Linked DNA regions of Mus musculus: regions 1, 3 and 4 are each linked to region 2. A link is a contact called in public Hi-C and promoter capture Hi-C data. All regions are on one chromosome and are shown on one strand. The core of a region is the stretch at or near the end of the contact, and the rest is flanking DNA. Distances in the headings are between cores, read along the strand shown. Region 1 holds the start of Lime1 (Lck interacting transmembrane adaptor 1). Region 2 holds the start of Slc17a9 (solute carrier family 17, member 9). Region 3 holds the start of Lsm14b (LSM family member 14B). Region 4 holds the start of Uckl1 (uridine-cytidine kinase 1-like 1).

Evidence for each region. Hi-C and Micro-C count contacts between places; a contact is called where the count stands out from the background. Capture Hi-C pulls out chosen DNA fragments and counts their contacts.
Region 1: a contact with region 2 is called in a Hi-C map of CD4 T cells, with 5 times the contacts expected there. The contact joins the promoter of Lime1 here to the promoter of Slc17a9 in region 2. A contact is called at or near these places in 1 of 39 promoter capture datasets (neutrophils) and 1 of 484 Hi-C or Micro-C datasets (CD4 T cells).
Region 3: a contact with region 2 is called in a promoter capture Hi-C map of liver. The contact joins the promoter of Lsm14b here to the promoter of Slc17a9 in region 2. A contact is called at or near these places in 2 of 39 promoter capture datasets (cranial neural crest and pre-B cells), 1 of 484 Hi-C or Micro-C datasets (embryonic stem cells) and 2 of 9 other capture datasets (adipose tissue and liver).
Region 4: a Hi-C map of B cells shows a contact between it and region 2, with 5 read pairs. The contact joins the promoter of Uckl1 here to the promoter of Slc17a9 in region 2. A contact is called at or near these places in 1 of 39 promoter capture datasets (neural stem cells), 1 of 484 Hi-C or Micro-C datasets (B cells), 2 of 115 datasets of contacts at active chromatin or transcription factors (double positive thymocytes and pancreatic cancer cells) and 2 of 9 other capture datasets (adipose tissue and pancreatic islet).

Annotation. Positions count from the first base shown.
Region 1 is chr2:181,379,601-181,382,568 of GRCm38.p6, reverse strand. It overlaps Lime1 (Lck interacting transmembrane adaptor 1), which reads right to left and starts at 1,334. Exons shown (of 5, transcript NM_023684.2): 1 at 255-1,334; 2 at 25-82. The coding sequence starts at 352. It overlaps Zgpat (zinc finger, CCCH-type with G patch domain), which reads right to left. Exons shown (of 6, transcript NM_001048148.1): 4 at 2,880-2,968; 5 at 2,390-2,795; 6 at 1,776-2,194. The coding sequence ends at 2,056. It also overlaps a transcript of Zbtb46 not described here.
Region 2 is chr2:180,723,722-180,726,635 of GRCm38.p6, reverse strand. Slc17a9 (solute carrier family 17, member 9) reads right to left here and starts at 1,297. Exons shown (of 13, transcript NM_183161.3): 1 at 1,185-1,297. The coding sequence starts at 1,276. Gm30455 (a long non-coding RNA gene) reads left to right here. Exons shown (of 2, transcript XR_003953988.1): 2 at 758-2,914.
Region 3 is chr2:180,023,525-180,026,694 of GRCm38.p6, reverse strand. Lsm14b (LSM family member 14B) reads right to left here and starts at 1,708. Exons shown (of 10, transcript NM_001372364.1): 1 at 1,383-1,708; 2 at 1-60. The coding sequence starts at 1,509.
Region 4 is chr2:181,580,250-181,583,429 of GRCm38.p6, reverse strand. Uckl1 (uridine-cytidine kinase 1-like 1) reads left to right here and starts at 1,457. Exons shown (of 15, transcript NM_026765.3): 1 at 1,457-1,574. The coding sequence starts at 1,462. It overlaps Zfp512b (zinc finger protein 512B), which reads left to right. Exons shown (of 17, transcript NM_001164597.1): 17 at 1-1,327. It overlaps Uckl1os (uridine-cytidine kinase 1-like 1, opposite strand), which reads right to left. Exons shown (of 3, transcript NR_027289.1): 2 at 2,802-2,987.

The DNA.
Region 1 (2,968 bases), core at 85-2,584, 660 kb before region 2:
CCCCTGGGACAGTCTGGCACTCACCATTTCCACTGGTACCAAACTGTCCTGCAGCCCAGTTTGCTGCCTCTGAGCTCTCTTCCTGGGGGCAAGAGTGTTGTTAGTCTAGTAGGCAGAGGAAGGTGCACAGGTAGTCAGATGCTGGCCCAGGCTCAGTGTGGAAGCACATATAGAGCCGTCATATGGACTTCTCTATCGTGACTTCTGGCTCTGAACCATGCAGGGTGAGGGCAGACAGAATCCCAGGCACATACCTGTGGCAGGCTGTGCACAGTGCCCATAGCCAAAGGAGCAGGGAGAAGCAGCCCAGGACCCAGAGAGCTAGTGGGGCTGAAGGCACTGGTGGCCTCATCCTGTGAAACAGGGAAGAGAGCCCTGGGGACAGAAGAGATGAGCACTGGGGGCTGGCTGCGAGAGCAGTGTACAGCTGCAGCCTACTTGCAGATCTTGCCCACTAGTGGGTTCCTTCTCCCTGGTTGACTCAGCACACCGGAAACCCCCAAGCCTTGCATTTTTGCCGTGCTCTAGGGGGACCCACCTTTCCCTCTCTAGCTAGGGTTCCTGGTAAGAAGTGCTCTGCCTATCCCTGTTAGTTATCAGGAATGGAGATGGAGATAGAGGAGCATGGCCAGGGTAGCTATGACCTCAACTGAACAAGGGTGTATAACTGGAGCTCAAGCCCATCACCTGGGGAATCTCTGACTTCACTCTGACTCTGAGCCACAGACCACAGGTCTCACCTCCGGCCACCAATGCCCACAGAGTGACCCCTGTGTCAGGCAATCTTCCTAGACTACTCACTACAGAAAGGGTGGGTGGGGGAGGTGTGTGTCAATGAACAGGAGGAGCTGCTATGAGGGCCACGTACTCCCACCCTACTCCACACTTCCCGGGGCTCTGGGGCTTCCCTGGAGTTACCCTTTGCAGAGCTGATTAGGGTCTCACCCAGACGTTAAAGGTAAGTAAAATTGGGGTGAACAACAGCCTTCTGAGGTGAGGGCCTGTCTGTTCAGGCTTGGAGTGTAGGCTTCTTTCACTGAGTGGGCCCAAGCTGACTAACCTGGCTACAGCCAAGTTATCAATGGCCTAACCAGGCAGGGACTAACCCTCCCAGACCCCAGAGCATGGAGAGGCTTGGGGGCTGGCCCAGGATAAAGGGTGAGGGAGCACTTACCGAGGCCACCGGGGATTTGCTGCTTGGCCCTGTCTAGGACAGCCAGGAAGATCTTTGTGGGCTGCTGGTGACGCCTCACCTCACTTCCTGTGTTTCTCAGAGCACCTCCCAGCAGCCACACAGCTCTTGCGCAGTTGCTCCCACAGTCTCTGCTCTCCTCACACCTCATCATGGCTAATGCTATCACTAGGCAATTACCACAAAGACCAGCACAGTCCCCTCCACCCCAATGAGGCAGATACCCATTAATGAGGTGAACAAAGCAGGTGAACTGGATGGATTATCGTGGCAGCCAAAAACCAGAAATGAACCCCAAACCCACCCAAGCCAGGTCTGCCTGCTTTTCTCACTGACTGTATTCCTAAGGTGTTTCCATCTCACACACCCTACCTGCTTGTGAGTACTGGGACTGAAGAGCCACCTTAGGTTCTTACCCACTTGGTCAGAGAAGGGAAAAGGGAGAATGTTTTTCTCTTGGACTCTTGGACCCTAGACAGAGGCAGTGGCCTCATTTGGTACTCCCACTGCCCACCTGTCTACTCCCAGGACCTACACAGATCCCTGTGTCCCCAGAAATCCTGAAGCCAGCTGAGTCTCCACTGAGAGAATTGTGATGAAATCACTTTAATGTCCTAAGGAGACACCCCAAGACACTGGTAGGTGGGCTTGGTGGGCAGATAAGTGTTCAAAATCAGCCCTGATGTCCCACCTCTACTCAGCAGTGTTCACACTCTAGGCTGACAAGGCTAATTAAGGGGCATCCTAAGAAGGGGCTGGTTCCTCTTCCAGGTGCTGTTTAGGCATCAGGGTGACAGCTGTCTTTCTGCCAAGGCAGTTTGGAGCTGGGTCCCAGGGCTCTATCCACAATACAGGCAGGGCCGCTAGAACTCTGTCATCTTCCTGTGAGTGTCTGCCTTCCGCTGTTTCCTCTGTAGGTCAGCCTCCTGAGCACGCAGCTGACCCAGCTGCCGCTGGGCTCCCTCCAGCTTCTCCTGCAGATGGGCTGTCGTCATATTGTGCCTAGGGAGAGCCTGCTGGTCAGCATTGCCTCCTGGCTCCCCACTTCCAAGCCCTCAGCTGCTATAGCCAATGCCTGTCCTCTAATATCTAGACCACCTCAGACTCAGCTGCTACTCAGGTCAGGTAACCTTTAGCAGGTATCCTCTGGGCATAGCCACTGGAGCCCATACTGCCTCAGCTGGATCCCACACATACCGGCCAGTGTTCCGGGTTAGGGCCTCCTGGATGCCCCGGATGTCCCGTTGGGTCCGCTCAATCTTCTCCTCAGTCTGGAAGAGCTGCAGGCTCAAAGCCTGCTTGGCGCTCTTGCTGGCGTGATACATGTCTTTGTTCCTTCTCTCTGGGGTATCCACCCCAGCATCTGGGGTCCCAGGAACCTGGCTTTGCAGTTTTTCATTCAAAAAGTCAAACACATTCCGGGGGGGTGGGCGGCCCTCAGGTCTACTACCACTCCTCCGGCATTTTGGAGGCCTGTTGGACCCAGCCTGGCCTCGCTTTGTCTTCTTCTGCAGTATCTCTGCACACTGGTCCAGTGATTTCCCTCTAGGCAACACTACAGCATGGATGGGCTCCACCCGGCCTTCTGCATGCCGGCCCAAACCTGAGAAAGACAGAGGCTGTGCTACCTGCTAGACCTTGAGCTGTGTTAAGGACTCCCTCTCAACTCAGGGCAGCAGGCACTCACCCTTGCCAAACTCATAGCCCATCTTGACGAGGAGTTTGGAGCCAATGCCCCGTGTGTGTACCTCCCAGCCAGCAAAGGCAGAACTGCAG
Region 2 (2,914 bases), core at 48-2,547:
CCAGTATGGGTTGAGAATGGCCTTGACCCTGCAAAATTCCCCAGAATTCTCAGCTACCATTTCTGACAAAGGCAACTGGAGGCACTACACAGGAGAAAGTGTAAAGATGGGAGTGAGGGTGGGGTGACAGGTTGGGGAGGGGGGGACAGGCAGAGCCATTAAATTGTAACCTACAGCAAAATTGGCAGAACATTTCATAGTTCTAAGAAAGCCCTGGGTGGTGCCTCCAGGGGCCAGGTGAAGCATAGGCCTTGGGATAAACATGGGGTAGGGAGGGAGGTGTTAAGCCAGAGAGGGAAGGAGAGCTAGTGAGGGCAGGCACATAGTGTGCCTCCTCTAGCAGAGTCTGACACTACTGTAACTGTCACTGGCGGTGGGGGAGGGTGGCGGGGGGGGGGGCGCTATGATCTGGTTCTGTGCCTCCCTGTGACCTGCTGTGCCCTCATCTGGTCTAGGTTCAGTGATGGTACTATCTTAAGGTCCTCTTTACACTTCCTGCCAGTAGATCCAGGGCTCTTGCCCCAGGTGACTGGGAGGTACCAAGGCTTGATCCTGAGTCTAGCACCTCCACGTGAGGACTGCAGGAACCAGAGCAGGGTGTGAGCTCTTTTAGGCCCCCATTTGAACCCTCACAGTGGTCCCATAGCCAGATGCCACCTTTGCCCCTGGTTTCTGTGGGGATGTTTGCCTGGAGAGTGCTGGAAACAGCGGGAACGGAATATGAATGAAGATGGGTAACGGCTGTTTTCCTCCCTAGTTTAGAAGACTCGTGAAGTCAGGACCTGCCTCTATGACTTAAGAGCTGCTGCATAGATCCCTATGCTGTGAGCATCTGTCCAGCCCAGTGCTCCCACCAAGCCTTACAGACACTACCCTGCCTCCCAGACCACAGAATTACTGTCAGGGAAAAGGGCAATGGAGCCATTTGCCTGATTTTGGCATTTGATTGGAGATGGGAGTGGGGTGTCTCTTTACTGGGTCCTCCCTCTACTTGGGGGCTAGGGCTGCTCAGCGAGGGGCATGGGAGTCCCAGGGAGAGTGAAGGTGGCAGGCTGCAGAATGGCTGGTAGACAGCCGCTAGAGTCTGGTGTTCCCTGAACTCAGGTCCTATGAAGTAGCACCTCAGCTCCCTTTCTAAACGTAAAAGTCCTCCTTGCCCCGACTTCAGCCACACCCCAATTCACCTGGACCACCGTGTATCCTCTGCTGCCGCAGAAGGGGTCTTGCGGGTCTCCTCTGGGATTGGCTGCATCAGGCTAGAGCGCTGGGATGGCATGGGCACCGCTGTGTACCGTGCCCTCCCACCTCAGACCTAGGACAACCCACAGGGCAGCACCGCCCAAGTCCACGTGTCAGTCCCAGTGCTTCCGTCTAACTCTCCCAGGACGTGTTGCCCCCGGAATTGAGTCCCCGCCCCACTGATGTCCCGGGAGGCAGGGCCAGGGACCTTCGAGCAACTAGAGGCTTACCACTGGGACTTCCTGCTGGGGAAGAGAAATCCCTGGGGGTTTTGTGGCCCGAGACCCGCCAGAAATAACTTTCTTGTCAGGAAAGTGAGCAGGTGAGCAGTGTGTATGAGTCTCCGTTGGTTCTACCCCCTCCCCCGCTCCGTGGGTGGGTGGAGGGGAGTGACAGAGTGCTCACAGGGTTGTGTTCTAGTCTAGTAAATATGTAAAGATAACTTTAAGGCAGTCAATTTTTTAAAATGGATCTCTTGGAGAACTGGGTTGGTAAGAGAACTGTAACACAGGTGCAAAGGGCAGCGAAGGTGGTCACTGATGTTGAAATCCTGGGCAAAAGTGTTCTGAGCACTGACCACAGACTAGGCTCTAGTTGGATCTCAGCCACACTTCATGGAAGGCTTCTGAGGCTCCTTGAGGTACTGCCTGCCTCATTCCTCCTGTATTCCCAATTATTCTAAACAAATGCCTCCCCCACACAGCTGCAGGCCAACTGGGACACACCCACTAAAGGCTTCACACTGCACTTAGAATCTCAACAGTTTCCACCCTCCAGAGAATGCCCTCTGAGCCTTCAACTGCCCAGCAGACAACAGGTCTTTATTTATGGTCATACACACTTGTACTAAAATATTAGAACCTGAAGCTAGGGTATAGCTCAGTTGTTAAGCGTGTGTTCAACGTGTGCAAGGTTCTGAACTCAATCCCCAGTTCTGGAAAAAAAACAATCTGGACCTAAAAGCCAGGTCAGTCTTCCATCCACATCAGCTATCCTGTAGGACACAAAGATGACGGCAGAGAAAGGCTTGCTTCCCTAGTGACCCAGGGACTGCCCTTAAGTATATGGTACTGACAATCACTATAATGTGCAGCTCTTCAGAAACTAGGAAAGATCCAGAATCACACAGCAGGAAACCTTCAGCGTTTCTGGGAGCAGGTGGACAAACGTAGAGAAGGGATGTGACCTTAAGTAGGCTGGGTGGAGGAACCTGCAAGACACTTGAGGTCAGCAGGAGCATACCACACAAGGTGTTGGGTATACATCTCAGGCCAGAGACTCACAGCAGGTGGAGAGGTGCTACACTGCCAGAGTTGAGAAGGCTGAGGTCAGGGGTTTGGGGGGGGCATTCCTCCCCAGGCTCCCAGTCACTAAAGCAGAAGGGATGGGCACAGCCACAGTTGCCTGAAAGAGGATCACATATGGTTGGGAGGTGACCATCACAAGCTGTTGGCAGTAGCTGGGGTAGACATTCTCTAGGCTTCTAGTTGATACTTGTGAGCTGCCCCACACCCAACTGACAAAACCATCCTTGCACTTCAAGATGGGAAATTTGATATGGAAACATTACAGAGTCAACGTCTGGCAGGGGGGCCACTTTCTTGTGCTGACTGACTCACTTGCTTATAGTCATCTTGACTGCTCAAACTGAATAACTAGATTTTACTCCACTGTT
Region 3 (3,170 bases), core at 459-2,958, 700 kb after region 2:
TTTCCTCTCTTGGGGGAGCAGGCCTGTCTGTGGGACGGTCTTCAGTACCAAAGGACCTCACTTAGGGGTTGAGAAAACGACAGTTAACTTGTTGTCCTGGGCCAAGCTTCTGACTACAGAGAGTGCCCTCTGACACAGCACTCTCTTCACAACTAACAGCTACTCGAGCTCGCTGACAATACCTATACAGCACCATGTGGCAAAGACCACAAGGGACAGTAGTTCAGGAATTGACATGAGAATTCCCGTAGAATCCCAAGCTTCACAAAGTTCCCTGATAATCTGTGAAAGCCCTCTGATGGGCAGAGCTCTTTGTAGAACCTCTTTTCTCACATCTGACTTTGCAGATGGACCCTTAGGCCCTCATCACAAGCTGCAGCTGAGGAGATTTTCTGAGGCAAGCACGAAATCTCCCTAGCCCTGGTACAAAGAACAGGCCATGGTTGCTGCAGAAACAAAGGGAACAAATCTCCAAACTCAGACCCCCAACATTAGTTTCTATGTTCATAAGGAAATCCTGGACCCAACGGACCCTCGACAGGATGGATCTAGGAAGGCTAGCACACCTCTCTTTGGCAAGACTCCTGGGCTGAGCTGAATCTGGTGGCAGGCTTTAAGTAGCAAACTCCTATTGTGGACAGGGGCCTACTCTGGGTCTGGTTCTCCAACAGGGGATCTCACGTCAAGTGCAGCATGAAGAGTTCAAGAGAACAAAAAGCCGGAACCCTGAGCCCTTCACTGCAGCACCAGTCTGGGTCTGTGCGCCTCGCTTCAAATAGGAGGTATGGCTAGGGTTTAGGAGAATGGCCCAGGACTGCAGCATGCTGGCTTCAGATTGGCCTCGAACCTCCCATCTGCACCCTCGAGGGTCTAACACGTTAACCCCGGGCGGGCTGCGGCGCTCACGCTTCTGGAGAGCCGAAGGAAACAAGCGCCCCATTTAACGCGGAGAAAGAAGACAAAGAAGCTCTGGGCCCTCACGCTGCCGCGACTAGCGCACCGACTCTGGACTTCTCTCATCAAACCAACCCCTCAAGTGGACAGGGTCGGGAGAGTTCAGAGCAGGACAGCCGCAGTTCAACCGACGCCCTAGCTCGGCGAGAGGCTGCACCGCGACTCGACGGGCGGTGGCTACCAAGGGGTTCCAAGGAGAGCGCGCCGGACCCGGGCCCCCCGCCTCGGCGCGCGTCTCGCCCCGCGAGGGCGTCTCGCAGGTGGGGAGGTCCACGGCTTCAAAGCCGCCCCACCCCCCGACACCGGCAGGATCCTGGTCCGCTCCTCCCACAGCCCCCGCCGAAGCGGGGAACACCATTGTGCGGGCAGGCGCGGGGCGGCGAGCTGTTGGGGCGTCAGTTGGGCGCGCGGCGGCGGCGGGCCGCTACCTTTGGCGAGCGCCACGGTGGAGTTGTCGGTGTCGATGGTGTAGAGGATGCCCTCATAGCGGATCTGCGCCTTGGAGATGAGGCTGATCTTGCTGCCCAGATACGGGGTGCCGGACGAGCCGCTCATGGCGGCGGCCGGGGCGCGCAGGGCGCGGGGGACCAGCGCCGGGCCCCGCCCGCTCCGCTGCCGCGCGGTGGCCTGGCCTCCCACTCCTGCGCAGCTCCGCGCCGCCGCCTCCGAGGCGCCTCCTGCCGCGCCTAGGGGCCTGCGGGCCACGAGCGAACCGGAGAGGGAGCAGAGCGAGGCGCTTAGCCCGAGTCTGAAGGGAGCGGGGGAGGAGCGCCGCCGCAGCCACATCCGGGGCCTCCCGCCACCGCGCGCCGCCCCCGTACGCTCGCAGCCTATTGGCTCCTCGCTGCCGGCTCCCTTTAAATATGGCCGCGCCGCAGGCGGTGGGCGGGGCCGCGCCTGCGCATTTGGAAGCTGCCGGCCGGGGACCTGCCTCTCCGGGTCTTCCCAGCCGGTTCCCGGCGGGCCTCGCTCACCGCTTCGGGGCCTGAGACTGAGCGGGCGGGGCGAAGCGCGCGTGCGCGGGGCAGGCGGGAGGCCACTGTTTGCAAACTCGGGGGCGGGGCGGGGGCTGGACCTGGAAGAGCGCCAGGCTCCTCCCTCCGCGCGTGCCGCTGGCACCCTTCTGGCCCAGGTGTTAATAGGGCGGAGTTGTCAGTCTTCCTTTCTTGTTTGTTGGAGCTGGACCCCGACAGCGCCGGGCCAGGTGCGTCTTCAGTCCCGCTTGCTCCCCGGGGCTAAGGAACCGGCAGGCGGGTGCTGCTCAGTTCTGCAGCGCTCACGGCGGGGGCGACCCTGAAATAGAAAGTGCAGGGGGAGCTCGGGGCAGCCCTGCGCTCCCAAGCCTGATATCCCTAAAATAAGCCCTGACTGTTTTGGGTGACTCCCGCCCGCGTGCGCGCGTCCTCAGACTGCGGCCCAAAGCCCAGCCCGCAGTATAAAATTGGGAGATTTCCCCCTAAATCGCTTCCCATTCTTGCGTTGCTGACTCCGCATCATGCATAGCGGGTAACTTTGTATGTATGAGCGCATGCTAATTTACAGTTAGTCTCCACCATCAGATTAGAGCCCAATATTAGTTACTATGAGAAATTTGGTGGCGATTGGCATTTTATAAACGTGAAATAGAATGAAAGAGGAGATAAGGGAACATCCCATATAGTGAAAACAAGTACTGTTTTGTGAAACAATTTCTCTTAAATGTGAGCCATAAAACGTACTTCTTACTGTAGTGACATCAACTTACCACCACTGCCGGAGGATGCTGGGAATAGTTGTGAACAATTTTAAATTTTAATATTTTCTTATTCGGTGCATGTGCATGTGTGTCCGTGTGTGCATATGTCACAACATGTGTAGAGGCCAGAGGACAGTTAGGAGTTCTCTGCTTCCTGGAAGCATATGGGTCCCGGAAATGGGTATTCAGGGGGTCACACTTAGCAGCAAATGCATTTACCCGCTGAGCCATCTTGCTGAGCCTGTTTTTTGTTTTGTTTTTTTGTTTTTTGTTTTCTTTTAGTTTTAGTTTTAGTTGTGACAGGGGTCTGTCTTACTCTTAGCTCAGGTTGGCGGGGAACTGACTGTGCAGCCCAAACTGGTCTCTAACCTCCTGCCTCAGTCTTCTGATGTGCCAAAATTTTGAGAATGAGCCACCACACTAGACACCCATAGTGGGACGACTTCCCCCAGTTTACAGAAGCAGAAACAAGCATAGTATG
Region 4 (3,180 bases), core at 208-2,707, 860 kb before region 2:
ATGGTGCTAAGGGTTTCCTGGTGCCGAAGGTATTGCTGTGGTACTGACTAGCACCTGCCCCCAGCCTCAGCAGGGAGCGTTTCCAAGAAGGCCAGCTCCAGGGAGATTTGGGGTGAGGTCCTTGTACACATGTATTTAGAAAGGCTCTGACTCTGGGCAAGGTAACCATGGCCTGGTGTGTTGTAGGTGTTGAATGGACTCTCCAATTCCTACACACTTTGATGTGGTCAGAGGTGGCTACAGAGGTGGGTATGATCCAGTGTCAAAGGGTAGGCTGGGGCTTTGGAGTGGTTGTGTGCAACTGTGGAAGGGAAGGGGGCCAAAGTGCACTTTTCACAACACCTCTGTGGGGTGTGACCATCCACCCTAGCCTCTCAGGTACTTGGCACTTGTAGGGAGAAGTAGGACCTGGGTTTGCTGGGGGCTGAGTTTTCCAGGACGAACCAGAAAGCCCATATACAGCCTTGCTATGGGACTGTTCTGGGTAACTTGATGTTAGCACTTTAACTCAGTCTTTGAGGTCAGTTTTGGGGCAGCTGTCAAAAGCTGCAGTTGGATAGGTACCAGCCTGTGGTGACTGGTAAGTAGTGGCAAACTAGACTGTAAAGCTCTTCCATGGTGGCAGGGCTCATCGGTCTGCCCACCTCCCTACTATGGCCCAAAGGTAACCACCAGCCTACACAGATCCTCAGTAAGAGGGACCATCATGGCAGAGCTACAGAAGGTGGGTGGGCATAGACTTAGAGGGCCAAACCAACCCTGGGTCCTTGGCAAAATGCAAAAGTCAGGGTCTCTACAGATCTACCTCTGGCTCAGCGCTTGCCCTGCCCTAAAAAAACAGAAGTGCCAAGGGCAGACATTTCATGCAGAACCAGGGTGCACTTTATGTTCCTGCACAGGCAGATGATGGTGCCTCCTGGAGGCTTTGGGATCTTCCTGTCCCTATGGTGGTTCTGAAGGGAGAGCTGTTCCCCTGTTGGGTGAAACCCAGGTCCCTTGCCCTGGAGACCTGGTTTCCCAGGTCACCCCACATACCTGACTGCAGCGCCTCCTAAACTTTGGGTTCCTTGGTTTGGTTATAATGCAGTTCTCATTACACAAGTGCATTTCTGGCTATCACTTGTAACCATAGATATACATGCATATATATTCTATCTACAAAGTGTTTTATTTGCAAGATGTTTTGAGGTGAGCTTTGGTCCTGCCCGCCTTGTGGTCATCTGTCCTCATCCTCATCCCCTGGCCCGGAGTGGTGCGGTGGTGGGCCATCAACTATGTATTAAAGTCACTGTATCAAATAAATGTTTATTGATTTTTTTTTTCCAGGGATTTTGTGTGGCTGAGTTTGTGTTGAGGCAAAGGTCATTCTCGGGGCTTGCCGCACGGCCTTGTGGGGATTGTAGTCCGCAGCGTGCCTGCCTCCCGGTGCGCCTCCCCGGCCTCCGCCAGGTTCGGGACGCCATGGCTGCGCCGCCGGCCTCAATGAGCGCCGCCCCTTCGCCCCTGCAGTCTGCTGTGGCCCCAGACGTGCCTGGCCGCCAGGCCGAGCAGAATGAAACGGCGTGCGAGGACCGGTAGGCGCGGGCCTGAATAAGGCAGGGGCCGCGCTTGTCTCTTGGGAGGGGTCGGAGCACGGCTTGCATCTCTTCCTAGAGCCGGGACGGCTCCCGGCATCTCCATAGATGGGCAGCTTGATCTCTACAGCCTTGTGGATCCTGGACAGGTTTCGGCGGCTCTCCAGCGCCCTGGGGCCTCCTGGGCTATGTGTCAGCCACCCCCTGCCAGGGAGAGGGAGGTGGCAGACGACCTGGAGGGCCCCAGCGGACGGAAGGCGGAACTGGCCCAAGCTCCAGCTTTTGGAGGCACTGAGAATGGAAACCTGTTTGACATCTTTAGCGTGGGTCTCTGTTCCTAGTGGGTGCGCACTTGGCTCTGGGCCCCCAGCTGGGCGGTAGGCGTGTTCGACCTTCTGAGTTCGTCGAAATTGAGCGCAAAGTTGCACCTGGCGGCCAGTGGTGCTTGTGAATGTAAGATGGGGTGGTGATTGCCACCTGTCCGAGAGTTTGGGGGCCTTTGAGACTTTCGAGGCTTTCAGGAGAATGGAAGGGGAGATAAGGGTCCTTGTAGGAAGTAGGAGACTTAAGGGTCCTTGTCTTCACTCGGCCTGATCATCACTTGTAGCAACTCTAGGTCGTGGCCGCCAGGGGGCAGTGACCATGCTTGGAAACTGCTCGTGACACCTCTTCCGGTCTGTATGAGTCAGTTGAAGGCCAAATGTCTTCCGGCTTTGCATGCCACAGTGCACCGCCTGAGAAGCTGTAACCCCGGACGCCTTTAGAAAGTGAGGTGCTGGCAGTGGATGAGGTGAATCCCAGCTAGTTCACACACTCCAGGCATTCTGACCAGGAGTCAGACTTTGTGAGGCCGTGGCCAAATTCCTCCTCCGAAGGTTCCTGGGGATACACCTTGAGAAGATACAAACTGCCCTGGTGCCTCAGGCACTGGCAGCAGTAGGGGAGGGAGTCGCTGGTAGACTAAAGCCCAGCTTGAGGTTTCTCCTATTGCCTTTCCCAGCACCTGGCTCCCTATCTGCCTGCCCCTGAGGCCTTTTCCTTGGAGTTGTCTGACCTTAGCCAGCACCGCCATTGGCTTTCATGTCGATATGCAAAGTGGAGATGGATTTGGGATTAGAGAGTGGAGAGAAGTTAATAGGTACTCACCCAGAGCCTTGGGGGGGGGGGGGGGAGGCAGGTTGGCAAGTGAGGCCATGAAAGCCTTTAATCCCCCAGTCCTATGTCTACCTTGTAAAAATGGCTTTGATGACTCTGAACCGCCTTCTGCCTCTTGCAGGAATTCCACAGTAGCACCGGGATGGGTTGCTTGACTAGATTTAACCATAGCAGAGGGATCTTGAGACCTTTCTTTGGTGGTCCAAGTGATGAGCCTTCCTCTCTTCAGTCTCTGCTGTAGGCCTTTCATTCTGGTTTCTAAGATATGGGGGATGCAAATTACAGGGCAGCTCTAACTTCCATGGAGTTTCCTTATCCATGAGGCACCGGCTTAGGTCCTCAGTAGCCTCTCTCTGTTTCTCTGTATAAGGATACATACAGGTCTGCAGCAACTCCCTGGTGAGTGGCTTTGAGCCATAGATGACAGCGCTGTTACCTAAGGGATAGCCAG